Regions from separate parts of the Sus scrofa genome. Here region 2 is linked to region 1. Evidence: chromatin contacts called from public HiChIP or PLAC-seq data. All regions are on one chromosome and are shown on one strand. Each heading gives the region's core, a stretch centred on a gene start, on an enhancer-like site or on the middle of the called end of the contact. The rest is flanking DNA. Distances are from core to core; before and after follow the strand shown.

What was found. HiChIP or PLAC-seq counts read pairs in DNA pulled down with a chosen protein or histone mark.
Region 2: an H3K27ac HiChIP or PLAC-seq map of skeletal muscle shows a contact between it and region 1. The contact joins the enhancer-like site here to the promoter of TMOD1 in region 1. A contact is called at or near these places in 5 of 5 promoter capture datasets (fetal liver, fetal skeletal muscle, liver and 1 more), 13 of 47 Hi-C or Micro-C datasets (embryonic fibroblasts, fetal heart ventricle, fetal liver and 6 more) and 2 of 2 datasets of contacts at active chromatin or transcription factors (alveolar macrophages and skeletal muscle).

Annotation. Positions count from the first base shown.
Region 1 is chr1:239,372,351-239,378,661 of Sscrofa11.1, forward strand. It overlaps TMOD1 (tropomodulin-1), which reads left to right and starts at 2,800. Exons shown (of 10, transcript XM_003353588.5): 1 at 2,800-2,958.
Region 2 is chr1:239,475,125-239,481,435 of Sscrofa11.1, forward strand. TSTD2 (thiosulfate sulfurtransferase/rhodanese-like domain-containing protein 2) reads right to left here. Exons shown (of 10, transcript XM_005660262.3): 5 at 2,424-2,549; 6 at 1,497-1,602. Among named protein-coding and RNA genes, the nearest start is that of NCBP1, 14 kb to the right of the region's middle. Within about 2 kb of position 3,742, at least 6 of the 83 cell types and tissues checked have an H3K27ac peak or open chromatin away from gene starts, as enhancers often do. A contact at or near this core is called in skeletal muscle, where this site is marked.

The sequences.
Region 1 (6,311 bases), core at 1,550-4,049:
AAGTTTTTTCTCCAAGTCCATGATTTTCTTTTCTGTGGAGATGTTCATTTGTGCTGGATATTAGATTCCAGTTATAAGTGATATCATATGGTATTTGTCTTTGTCTTTCTGGCTCATTTCTTGCACTCAGTATGAGATTCTCTAGTTCTATCCATGTTGCTGCAAATGGCATTATATCATTCTTTTTTATGGCTGAGTAATATTCCATTGTGTATATATACCACATCTTCCGAATCCAATCATCTGTTGATGGACATTTGGGTTGTTTCCATGTCTTGGCTATTGTGAATAGAGCTGCAATGAACATGCGGGTGCATGTGTCTCTTTTAAGTAGAGTTTTGTCCGGATATATGCCCAAGAGTGGGATTGGGGGGTCATATGGAAATTCTATGTATAGATTTCTAAGGTATCTCCAAACTGTTCTCCATAGTGCTGTACTAGTTTACATTCCCACCAACAGTGCAGGAGGGTTCCGTTTTCTTATGAGCCCTTTTAAAAATTAAAACACCTGAAGTTTCTGTTTGGGTTTAAATGGTTTGTTCTGGAAAACATATCAGCCTTTTTAAAAGGTGGTGCTTTTGGAAACAGCAAAACAAATGGGACTACATCAACACTTACACAGTGAAGGAAATTTATCAACAAAATTAAATCCCACCTACTGAAGATATTTGCAAATGATATATCCAGTGAGAGGTTAATATCCAAAGTATATAAAGAATTCATACAACTCACCATTTTTAAAAAAACCGATTGAAGTTCCCACTGTTGTGCAACAGGTTCGGCTGGGTCTCTGGAGCACTGGGATTGGTTTTGATCCCCAGTACGGCACAGTGAGTTAAGGATCCTGCTTTTACCATGCAGGCTATGGCTCAGGGCTCAGATTTGACCATTGGCCCAGAAACTCCATATGCCCCAAGGAGACCAAAAAAATAAATAAATAAATAAAGGGCAAAAGATCTGAATAGACATTTTCCCAAGGAAGACATATATGTACATAAGCGAGAGGCCCATGTAAAGATGCTCAACCTCACTAATCATCAAGGAAATGCAAATCAAACCCACAGTGAACTATCACCTCAGTATCTGTCAGATGGCTGTTATCAAAAAGGCAGTAAGTACTGGTGAGGATGTGGAGAAAAAGGAACTCCTGCACTGTTAGTGGGAATATAAATTAGTGTAGTTACCTTGGAAAATAGTATGCAGATTTCTCAAGAAAAATAAAAAAAGAACTACCATATGATCCAGCGATTCCACTCCTGGGTATTTGTCCAAAGAAAACAAAAACACTAATTGGAAAAGATGTATGTACCCTTACGTTCATTGCAGCATTATTTACAATAGCCAAGATATAGAAGCAACCTGAATGCCCATCAATGATGAATGGATAAAGAAGATGTGGTGTGTGTATAAATATATATATATGAATATTCTTATGCATAATAGGTATCTATATTATTTGTTATACATATATAAAGAATATGTAATGGAATATTAGCCATAAAAAAGGAATGAAACCTTGCCATTTATGGCAACACGGGTGGACCTACAGAGTATTATGCTACGTGAAATAAGTTAAAGTCAAATGTATAATATCGCAAGAGCAACCTAAAAAATTAAAACAAATGAACTAATATAAAATAGGAACAGAGTTAAAGAAAACAAATAGGTGATTGCCAGAGGTGGGGTTGGGGGGAGTGTGGAAGGAGAAAAGAAATAAGTGAGGGAGATTAAGAGGTACACACTTCAAGTAGCAGAATGAATGAGGCAAGGGCATGAAGGGTGGGGAATACAGTCAATAACTATGTAATATCCTTGTATGGTGACACACTGTAACTAGACTTATCATGGTGATCAGTTTGGAATGTATAGAAATATCAAATCATTGTTGTGCAAAAGGAACTCAACTGTTGTAAGTCAATTATACTTAAAAAAAAACACACAGAAAAAGAGATCAGATTTTTGTTTGCGGGGTGGTTGGATGAAGGCATCAAAAGGTACAGACTTCCAGTGATAAGTACCAGGGATAAAATGCACAACATGATAAATATAATCAACCCTGCTGTGGGTTATAAATGAAAGTTTTTACGAGAAAAAATTATGAGTTCTCAAGAAAAAAATCTTTTTTTGTGTCTAAGATGATAGATGTTCACCAAACTTGTGATAATCATTTCAAGATGGACAGAAGTCAAATCATTATGCTGCACACCTTAAACATACAGTGCTGTATGTCAATTATATCTCAATAAAACTGGGAGAAACAAAAGTTGGGTTTTGTGGAGGGGGGTGAGTCATCATTTTGAATGTTCCATTTTTCCAGTATAGAATGCATTTGACTCTCTTGGAACTACGCGTTCACAAAGTGATCGTGACTAAACTTATGCTCAAACCAGACCTAGCTGGGCTGCTAATAAGATGGGACTGGTCGTTGCTTCAATCAAAAGAGGTAAAGGTGCAGCAGCCACTTGGCTGGCTTTGCTCTATCCAAGAACCTACCGATTCTTACAGCTGAGACCCCGCAGGAATGAAAATCACCCCACCTTTTTCCAGATAACTCTCGGCTGGTACAAATGGGGAAGCTGAGACGCAGACCGGAGACAACGTGCACCCGCTTGGCCACAGAGCCACGTCAAGCCAAGCCCTTGCCCCGCGCTGCCCCCAGCGGGTGTCGCTGCCCTGGCCGGGACTTGTCGCTGCACCGCGGCGCCCCCGAGTGGAGGGAGAGGTAAGGAGGGAGAGGGCGGTGGGCGGGGCGGGGCGCGTTGACAGTGCGAAGCCGGGCCCGCCCCTGGCTCCCACCCCCGGAGCCCACAGCGCCCGTCCGCCCGCGGCCGCCCGGGAGCTTGTCCAGCCAGCCCCGCGCTCCGCTCGCCCGCCCGCCGCCCGCGCCCGTCCGCCGGCCGCCTGAGCTCGCCCCGCCGCCGCCTGCGCCCGCGTCAGCCCCCGCGGCTCTACAGCCGGGTAAGCCTTCCACCCGGCCAGGGGTCCCCCTCGCACTCGCGGGGCTCCCTGCCCCCGCGCCGGGCCCCCAGCCATATCTGGGCAAAATATTCAGCTGTCGCCGCCGCCGCCAAGAGGGACTGAGCGTGGCTCCCTCTATAAATAGCCGCCGCTTCGGGTTGCCTCCGGAGCTGGGGAGCCCGAGTCTCGGGGTCCGGAGCCAGGCGTTTGCGTCCGTGCCTCTCAGCGCGTGGCCCTAGCTAGGGCACTCTTCTCTTTGGTCCCTGGCGTCGCGTCTGGAAACGGGAAAAGGACCTGGGGGCCCTGGAGCAGCGGCGCCGAGGGCCGGGGTCCTGGCCGAGCGAACTCCCCCGCTGCGCGCTCGACCCCGGCGCGGCGTGCTTAGCGCCCCGGGCGCTTTGCTGGGTACAGGTGCAGCCGAGTCCGAGTCCGGCAACTAGGCGCGGCCTCCCCACCAGCTGCGGAGGCTTCGGAGGTGGGAGTGGGGCGTGCGCGCTCAGGTGGACCCGATACCTCGGTTCGGGCTGCGCCGATTTGCGGGCAGGAAAAAGTTTCCCAAACTGCGGGAGATCACAAGGTTTAAAGCGCCACGGTAACACGCCTTTCGCTCTGAGGTGGAGCCGGGAAGAGTTTGGAGGCAAGAGTCCCCTGCCTCCAACTCACGGGGTGGACTTGACAAGCCTCCGCCCTCCTCTGGGTCTCCGTTTCCCCAATTATAGGGGCGAGGTTTGGTTCCCGCGATGGAGCTCCCGGCCCCGTCCGGCGGTGGGGGCAGCAGGGCGCGCTCTTGACCGCCAGCGCCCTCTCAACCTGTTCACTCACTCCAGGCCTGGGATGCTGCCAGCACAGCTAGAGGGGTTGTGGAGACCAGAGACTTTGCCAGTCCCTCTGACTCAGGTTTTATTCTAATACCTGGCAGGACCCTCCGAATAGCCTGGGCCGTACGCCCCCAGGAAGCTCAACCCCAGAGCAATTAGGGGTATCTCTGTTGGGTGGCACCCATTACCTTGGCAAAGAAATTTGTGAATCAAACAGCTTTAAATCCAATGAACTGGGCAGGACTAGAGTCTCCAGTCCACTCGCTCCCTGGCCTCAGTTTCCCCATCTGTAGGGCACCTGTGATGCTGCCTCTGAACACTGCCAGCATACAGGTGCCCCCACCTCCAACACCCATCTTTCCTGGCCTCGACCTTCACCCTCTCAGACTCTTGGAGATGATTTGGCCTAAGCTTTTCCCTGTCCGATTACCAAAGCAGACCTAACCCAAGTTCTGGGCCCTCAGTGGGGCACGGGGGTGGGGGTGGGGGGGGACGGAATCCCTACCTTTCACCCAACAGTCACAGCAATTTTGTTCTCCATGAAGGACCGCAGAGCCCCCTGCTCAAGGTCACACGCTACTAGATGTGGCAGGCAGAATCTCCACCAGCTTTTCTCCTCTCTTTCCAGATACTTACTGCTGCTCAGGCAGCTCTTGGGGATCCGTGAGTACCCCCTCCAAAGCCCCTATTCTTTGGTCTGCTGCTGTCCAGAACTTTCCCTTGCTCAGACAATAGTGCCCTCGTCCTGAAGTTTCGTGTTTGTTTCTACGTTGCTTGCTATCATATATTTTTTCTAAAGCCATCTTAAAGCCTTACAGTATTAAGAGGAAATGGAGACAAATTGTAAGGTTCTCATCCACTGGAGCCACACAACAAACAGGCAGAGAGTGAACGCAAGGAGGGTTGTCACTTCCATGTGTTAATTCTCTTTAATGAGCCAGTCTTGCACACCCACATTTCAGAAGATCTTAGCCCTTGAGTTCCTCCCAGCCTAAGTGGAGAGCCAGTGTCCTCTAAAAATAGCCTCCGCCCCACCTTATCAGGGTCTCACACGTTCTCCCTCCTCCAGGGCTGGGCTGCTTCCTGCTGCTCAGCAAAAAGCCCACAAAAACTAGCAGTAGGTAGTGGCCCCTCTGAGTAACAGGAGGTGGAATGACCTGGAGGTTAAGACGCCTGGCCCCAGCCCCAGCTTTGCCACCCATGTAGAGTGACCTTGAGCAATGAGGAGGTGGGCAAGATGATCTCCAGTAGACCTCGAATCAAGAGGACTCAGAGTTTCCCTTGGGAGATTTTCTGTCATGAGAAGAGTAAGTGCCAGGGATTTTAATCCAGGGAACCACCCTATGAAGAAGAAGAAGGAAAGAGCAGGAGAAACCGGCTCCCAAGAGTCAAGGGAGGTGAAAGATTGGCAGTGCCAATTGCTGCAGAGAGACAGAGGGGAGGAGGACTGGGCAAGGGCCACCATGATTAGCAGGTGGCATGGGTGATTTTGGCCAGGACATTACAGAGGATTCAAAAATGTTTTTGAAGCCAGTGACCCAACCTGTCTGTCTGCACCCCAGTTTCCTTCTCTGCACAATGGAGAGAATAATAGCACCCATCTCTTAGGGGTTGCTGTGGGGATGAAGGGGGATGATGCAGGGAAAGCCCTGGGTCCGGTGCTTGGTACCTGCAATGAGATTATTGGTGCTAGTGAGAGGAGGCGGCAGAAGCTAATGTGAGCTGAAGACGTGGAGACAGAGCCCACAACTCTTCTGAAACCGTGGATGAGAAAGGAAGGGAAAGAGACAATAAGAGATGCTAGAGATGGCCCAAAGCGGGGGCAGGTGTTTCTGGGCTGAGGGGTGGGGGGATAGGCAAAGACGGACCCTGGAGAGGGGGAGAGGATGAAAGAGCATCAGAGGGGTATGCACACAGGAGGTCTGGAGCCTTCCTTAAAGACCTGCTGAGTGTCACAGGCTCTGGAATTAGGCTCTAAGATCACATCCCTCTAGATTCAGGCTGAGCGAATGAAGGGTGAAATGAGGCCAGTCCTGGCTCAGACACCCACATCCCCTTGGAGACCTCAGTGTCTGTGAAGGAGGGCGGCGGTGGGCCACGGAGGGCAGTTTGACTCTGCCCGGGGGCCTCGTGACCTTGGCATGCTTATTTCTGAAATGACGTCATCTATCAATGACTCCTGCTCAGCCCAGTGGTAATGGCCTTTTCCAGTCATTGTTTTGATTTTTCGGTCTTACTAATGGACCAGCCAGACTGCCAACATTTCTCAAGAGGCCAGTTCACTTTTCTCTCGAAGCCAGAAAACCAAATAGATCAATGATTTGGCTTTGAGGTGCCATTATCAGTTGAAGCCTCAGGCTTGTTTGTATGGAAAAACATGAATCAGATGGCATCATTTGGGGACCATTTCCTGTCTCTTGTTTTGTTTTGTAAAATCACCCTTTGGTTAAACGTGATAAGAGCAGACTCTCTTTGCTCTTAAGGATAACATGAGAATGAGCTCACTGGAGTCCACATAGGACAGGCTGGGAGGTT
Region 2 (6,311 bases), core at 2,492-4,991, 100 kb after region 1:
TACAGCTCCGATTCAACCCCTAGCCCGGAAACCTCCATATGCCATGGGAGCGGCCCAAAGAAATAGCAAAAAAAAAAAAAAAGAACACAGAGTCAGCCAGACCTTTGTACTTCCTCATCAAAGGACATGATACTAGCTATGAAGCAGTTTTGGGACAAAAAAAAAGGAAAGCAAACCTCAACCTGATCAAGTTTTGGCTTGAGATGTGCTATGATAAGGGTGACAGAGATACAGGATTTTAAGAGCTTAGTATGCAAAAAAAAAAAAAAAAAAAGTAAAATATTAATAATTTTTTACACTGGATACAAGTTGAAAAATATTTTGGCTACACTGCATTAAATACAGTACTGAAAATAATTTCACGTGTTTCCTTTAACTTTTAAAAATGTGGCAAATAGAAGATGTAAAATTCCATTCTGGCTCACGTTACATTCCTATATTAGCCAGCACTTTTATAAATCTAACTACAATTCATAGAAAATACAGAGGACAGAGGAACATCCCATGGAGATGCAATCAGCATCATCCCAATTGTGGGAAATGCTACAAGCAAGATGATCTAATTCCTTCAAAAAAGAAACTGCAAGGGAAATGGAAAGATGGAGTCGAATCTCTAGGTTAAAAGAGACATGGCAATTAATCACAATGCATGGGCCTTCCTTGAATCCTGATAGAAACAAACTTAAAAAACTACACCTGAGAATTTTAAGCACTGACTGGATAATATTAAGGAATTACTGTTAAAACGTTTTAGATGTGATAATGGTTTTTACAATTATTTTTTCTTAAATATCTTTACTAAAGACATCTACTAAATAGAGCTATCTACTACAATAGTTGTGAATGAAATGACATTGAGATTCCCTTCTAAATAATCCAGGCTGGGGGAAGGGGATGGGTATAGAGGAAAGGTGGCTGAATTTGTAACTGGCAGCTGCAGGAGAGGTACATGGAAGTTCACCGTACTGTTTTCTCTGCTTTCGTTAAATGTCTAAACTTTTTCATAGTAAAAAAGTAAAACAAAAGCAACAAATCCGGCCAAACAAATGTCTTTCAACCGTTTACGCTACCCATGCGGGAGAGGGAAAGAGAACATTCTAGGGAACTTGCAAACAAAGCGCTTTGGTGTTGAAAGCCACTTGTTTCCTGTAGTGAAAAGCTTGTGTGTTTTATTCAGCTGAGGAACTATTTACAAGTAATAATTACACTCTTCCCAAACTGCTGTCTTTGGAAAGAGAAACCAACTTTTTGCCAAACCATCACCAAGAAGAATAACTAAACTAGGTCATTCTAAGCAGTAAGTCTTCAATTACCAGAGAAGCAAAGGACCAGTTTAAGCACTGAATGACCCAAGTGTCAGCCACCTCACAGCACTTTTAAGGAGACAATTCATCACAGCTCTCCCCGATCAGAATGTCTGGCTTTCACATTCGTCTCTACATTAAGATTTGTCCTTAGGAAGAAAAGCAAAGTGTTTCTTCTAAAAGCAAGCATACCAGGCTTCTTATAGGAGACCTTTTTGGGACTGATCCCCATGGGCACAATTTCTTCAAATACACCAACACGCAATTCTGGAAAACAGCAAGCTCCTCCTTTGCTGGTCTAGCCAATGAGAAACAAAACAGAATACATTCTTTCTCTCCCATCTCCAGGTGTAAGATACTTATTAAGTTAAATTATCTGGAACATTCTAAGCTCTAACTCCCTTTTACCATGGAAACAACTGTTCCTAATTTGAGGTTTCTTAATGCTTCAGCTACCCTATTATTACAAAACAGACGTAATGCTTATATTCAGTATTTACTTATTCCTATGTGCAGAAATGTCACATTGAAAAGGTGTTTCTATAGCAATGAGCACTTAACTAGAAAACTGAAGGACCACTTAGCAATTCGAACATGTAAGACTGCATGCCAGCTTTTGTTCTGGAACCACAACCTTTTTTTCGTATCACCAGCAGTAGCACTAGCAAGGTATTTCCCACACCTCTATCACCTGTTACACTAAGCACAAAGTCACCCCAACAAAGCAGCTCTGCTGTGAGAGCAAGAGCTTCATTCCCCATGTGGTATGAAATGTTGATCTAATCCCACCAGGTTTAATAGCACATAGTGATCCTCTGAAACAGCCAGGTGGTCTCTCAAGTGAGCAAATATGGCTCAGTTTCTGAGTTTAGAGTGTGTAAGGAGTAACATCCTCACTCCACAAACAGGGAGACCTAGGCCCAAGATCATGTGGCAACTGGATGGCGGAGCTGCAAAGAGATGCCCCTTCTACCACACGGCCTCTAACCTAGCGGGGAAGGGGATTCTACCCGCTCTGCTTACTTCTCTACAGTGACCCTCTTCATAGCCTGGAGAGGGAAGAGGCACTGAGGTAGAGGTATATGGCTCTTGATCCATTTTATTTTCAATTGCTCTTACCTTAAAATCATCCTTACACAGATAATCCTTAAACATCGGGCAGGAAAGCATGATTTCCACATAGAGTCTGGTGGCCAGTTTGCTTCCACCAACTGTCCCATTGATTCCTTCCGTAGCGATTCGAACCTGAGACACAGGTGAGAGAAAGGGAATGCAGGCTGTTCTTAGCTTGGTTCAAATCTTCCCAGGGCATGTGCATGTGTGTCGATGATTTTAACAGGAAAAGCAGAGACACTGCTGTGCACACCAAAGTGTTACCACACAAAGATACTTGTATTTTCTACAGTGGCATTGCCCACAGTTCGACAAGGTACTCGGTTAACATGTGCTGAACAAGAGAAGGAAATGAGTCAAACAACTGGAAAGCCCCATTTGCCGTGGCACTCCAGCTGTTCAGTGGCCAAAGATTAACCTAAATCCAGGTCAGCAGATTTAGGATCTATATTCAGCTTTGCCACTTACTTGCCAAGTGGCCCCAAGAAAATCAGTTCTCTTCTCTGAACCTCAATTTCCTCATCTTGATAAAACAGAGTAAAAAAGAACCAACAACCAAAAAAACCTACCGAGGAGCTCTTCCTCAAGATCTAAAGAACAGAGCATATCTGCGAGGTGGGGATGCACCTGAGCACACTTCCACAGTTTCAGGGAAAGCTCACCATTGCCATCCCACCCACGGGAACACAAGTTCCAGGAGGAGCGTGTGTCTGTTTTGTTGTTGCATATTCAGTGCCTAGAGTAGCACCTGCCACATAGTATGCATTTAGTATGTATTTGCTGAACAAATGAATGTGTATCCAAATCTGAGGCTTTTTGGCTTCTCAAACCCTATTCTCTTTGACATGCATTACTGGTTAGGGAATGATAGAGCCTGAGTTAAGGCCTCTGCCTTAGAGGCAAGGGTCTGGGGGTCTTGCAGTGTTACTTGTTCTGGTACTACAAAATCCTGTGGATAAGTTTAAAGATGGATCCTCTTTAGATGGAGCTGAGAGTTCTAGAAAAAGCTCTAGCGAGAAAGCGTAATACTGTGTGTATACTGGCATCGTGGTATTCTCTAGAAAGAGAGGTGATTTTTAAGGTCCTACGTTGTTGCTATTTTGTTATACACTGTAACAATTTATACATTGTACAATTATGTAATAATGATACCTATTAATGCATTAGAATTTGAAAAATTTCAAAGGCTCCCCTTTTATTAGGGCCTAGAAAAGATACTTCATTTGTTGCCTCACTTGATTCAGCTCTTTAGGGCACGGGCATAAACAGGATTCACTTCACAAGGTGGAGCCAGCTCACTAGCAGCGGCTATCCAGAGATCCATGATGAGCATCTGAATCACTTCCAGGCTCCCTGAGAGAGAGGAGTGAGGTCTAGTGAAGCCTGTTCTGGGCTGGGAGAGGAAAGGAGGAAGCATTTGCCAGCTCTGCTGTACAGGCTCCTATACCTATTACTGACTTGCATTTTTTTAAGGGACAACATAAAAAAATAGAGCTGAACTGGTGTAAGGGTCAGGAAATCTACCTTAAAACTATCTCTGACAGGGGCAAATATGATGACGAGGTACATGCTTCTGTGTAACTGTCATTTGGGTAGGCCAGAAGAGTCTTCCCTATGTTATTTTAATCACAGAACCTAAATAAATGACAAGTACACCCACTCCCTAAACAGCTGGGTTAGAGCAGTTATTCATGCACTAGACTTTCGATTTCTGTTGAATGATTCTTCAACTGAAACCTTCTAAGCTGCTAGGTGAGGAAGGCCTTTACCTCAGATGAAGTGCAATAGTTAGGGTACTGAACACCTAATATGAGACAGCAGCTTCATATTATAACCCTGAAAAGTAGCTATCATAACTCCCATTTGACAGAAAAGGAAACAGAAGCTAAGAGAAATCAAGTACCTTGCCCAAGGGCACATTGTTCGCAGGTGGTAGATCTGGGATTCAAAACCAGATCTTATTGGGTCCAAATCTTGCAATTTTTCCTTTCCAAAACTTCTAATGCGGCCTCTCAAATTTCTTGAGGCAGTAAGAAATGTATAGCAAAGGGATCAGAAGCTTATCTCCATAATTTCAGAGTTTTGAAGTTCTCCTCTTTCCCTACCTAAATGCAGATGTTCTGCCAAATCTCCCATCAACACAAAACTTGAAAATTTGCCATGTATTGCCAAAGGCTTAGAATTTAGACCTAAGATCCAGGCAGGTGCTGCCACCTTGTGGCAGAGGCCCTCACTGCCAGTTTACCTCCTGGGCTGGGCCAGGAATAAAACCTGCCCCAAACCAAGGAAAGAGATTGATTTCCTATTTTGTAAACTTAAGTCTACTGCGAGAATATACATCTTTTAAGGTGTTCTCTAAATAGAGATGATAATAAATGCATATATGCCACAAGTGTTTACTCATCTTTTTTATAATGCACCAGGAACCATGCTATGAATTGGGGATATCTTCTGCCCTTTTGGAGATTATAGACTAAGGAAGGTCACAGATAAGATTAAAGTCACAAACCGACAAGTGTTACATGAAAAATAACTAAACTGCAGTGGAAGGGTATATTTGGAAAAGTGAATTTAGATTACGGGTCAGGAAAGATGTCTTTGAAGAAGTGTCATTAAAACTGAGAACTGAAGGAGTTCCCGTCGTGGCGCAGTGGTTAACGAGTCCAACTAGGAACCATGAGGTTGCGGGTTTGATCCCTGGCCTTGCTCAGTGGGTTAAGGATCCAGTGTTGCTGTGAGCTGTGGTGTAGGCTGCAGACGCGGCTTTGGATCCCACATTGCTGTGGCTCTGGCGTGGGCCGGTGACTACAGCTCCAATTCGACCCCAGCCTGGGAACCTGCATATGCCGCAGGAAGCGGCTCTAGAAAAGGCAAAAAGACAAAAAAAAAAAAAATTGAGACCTGAAGATTGAGTAAAAGTTAGGAAGAATCAAGTGGGTGTGGGGGAGTTAACTGAAGAAAATTTTCTTGTAAAAAGGCCCAAAGGCACAAAAAAACCTTTGTGGACTCCCAAGAAATTGAAGGAATGTTTTGCTGGAGTGTAATGAGTAAAGAGTGGTAGCAGATAAGCGGAAAAGGTAAAGGGGCCAAATCACACGGGAACCTAAGGGAACGTTAAGGATCTGGGTTTTACTCTAAATGCACTGGACAGCCATGGAAAGACTAGGAAAAAAATATTCACGAGGGAAAAAAAAAAGAACAAATGTCAAAAAACACAAAATGATAACATCTGCCATGTTCTAGGAAAATTGAGAAGCAACTTGAAATCACATCTGTATGTATAGTTCTATAAAATGTTTTTCCAGTCAATATATCAAGAACATTTCCCCATGCAAGGGGTTGGCAAATTATGCCTTTTTTATACAGTTTGACTGGAACATGGTCATACCCATTCTATTATATATTGTCTATGGTTGTCTTCCTGTCATGATGCCAAGGTTGAGTAGTTTTTATGCGAAGCCTGAAGTATTTATTATATGGGTCTTTAAGAAAAAGTTTTCTGGGAGTTCCCTTCGTGGCTCAGTGGTTAACAAACCCGACTAATATCCATGAGGACATGGGGTCTTGTTCAGTGGGTTAAGGACCCAGCGTTGCCGTGAGCTGTGGTGTGTAGGTTGCAGCTGTGGCTTGGACCCCGCATTTCTGTGGCTATGGTGTAGGCCATCGGCTACAGCTCCAATTTGATTCCTAGCCTGGGAACCTCCATATGCTGTGGGAGCAGCCCTAAAAAGACAAAAAAAAAATAAATAAAAATAAAAATAAAAAATTTTTAAAAAAAGGAAAAAGTTTGCTGATTTCTGGTCTATGCCATTAAGTAGTCTTATACAACACCATGTTAATCGCTAATTAGTATTAGACTTAAATGCCTAGCAGGATTGCGCTAATTTCAAGACC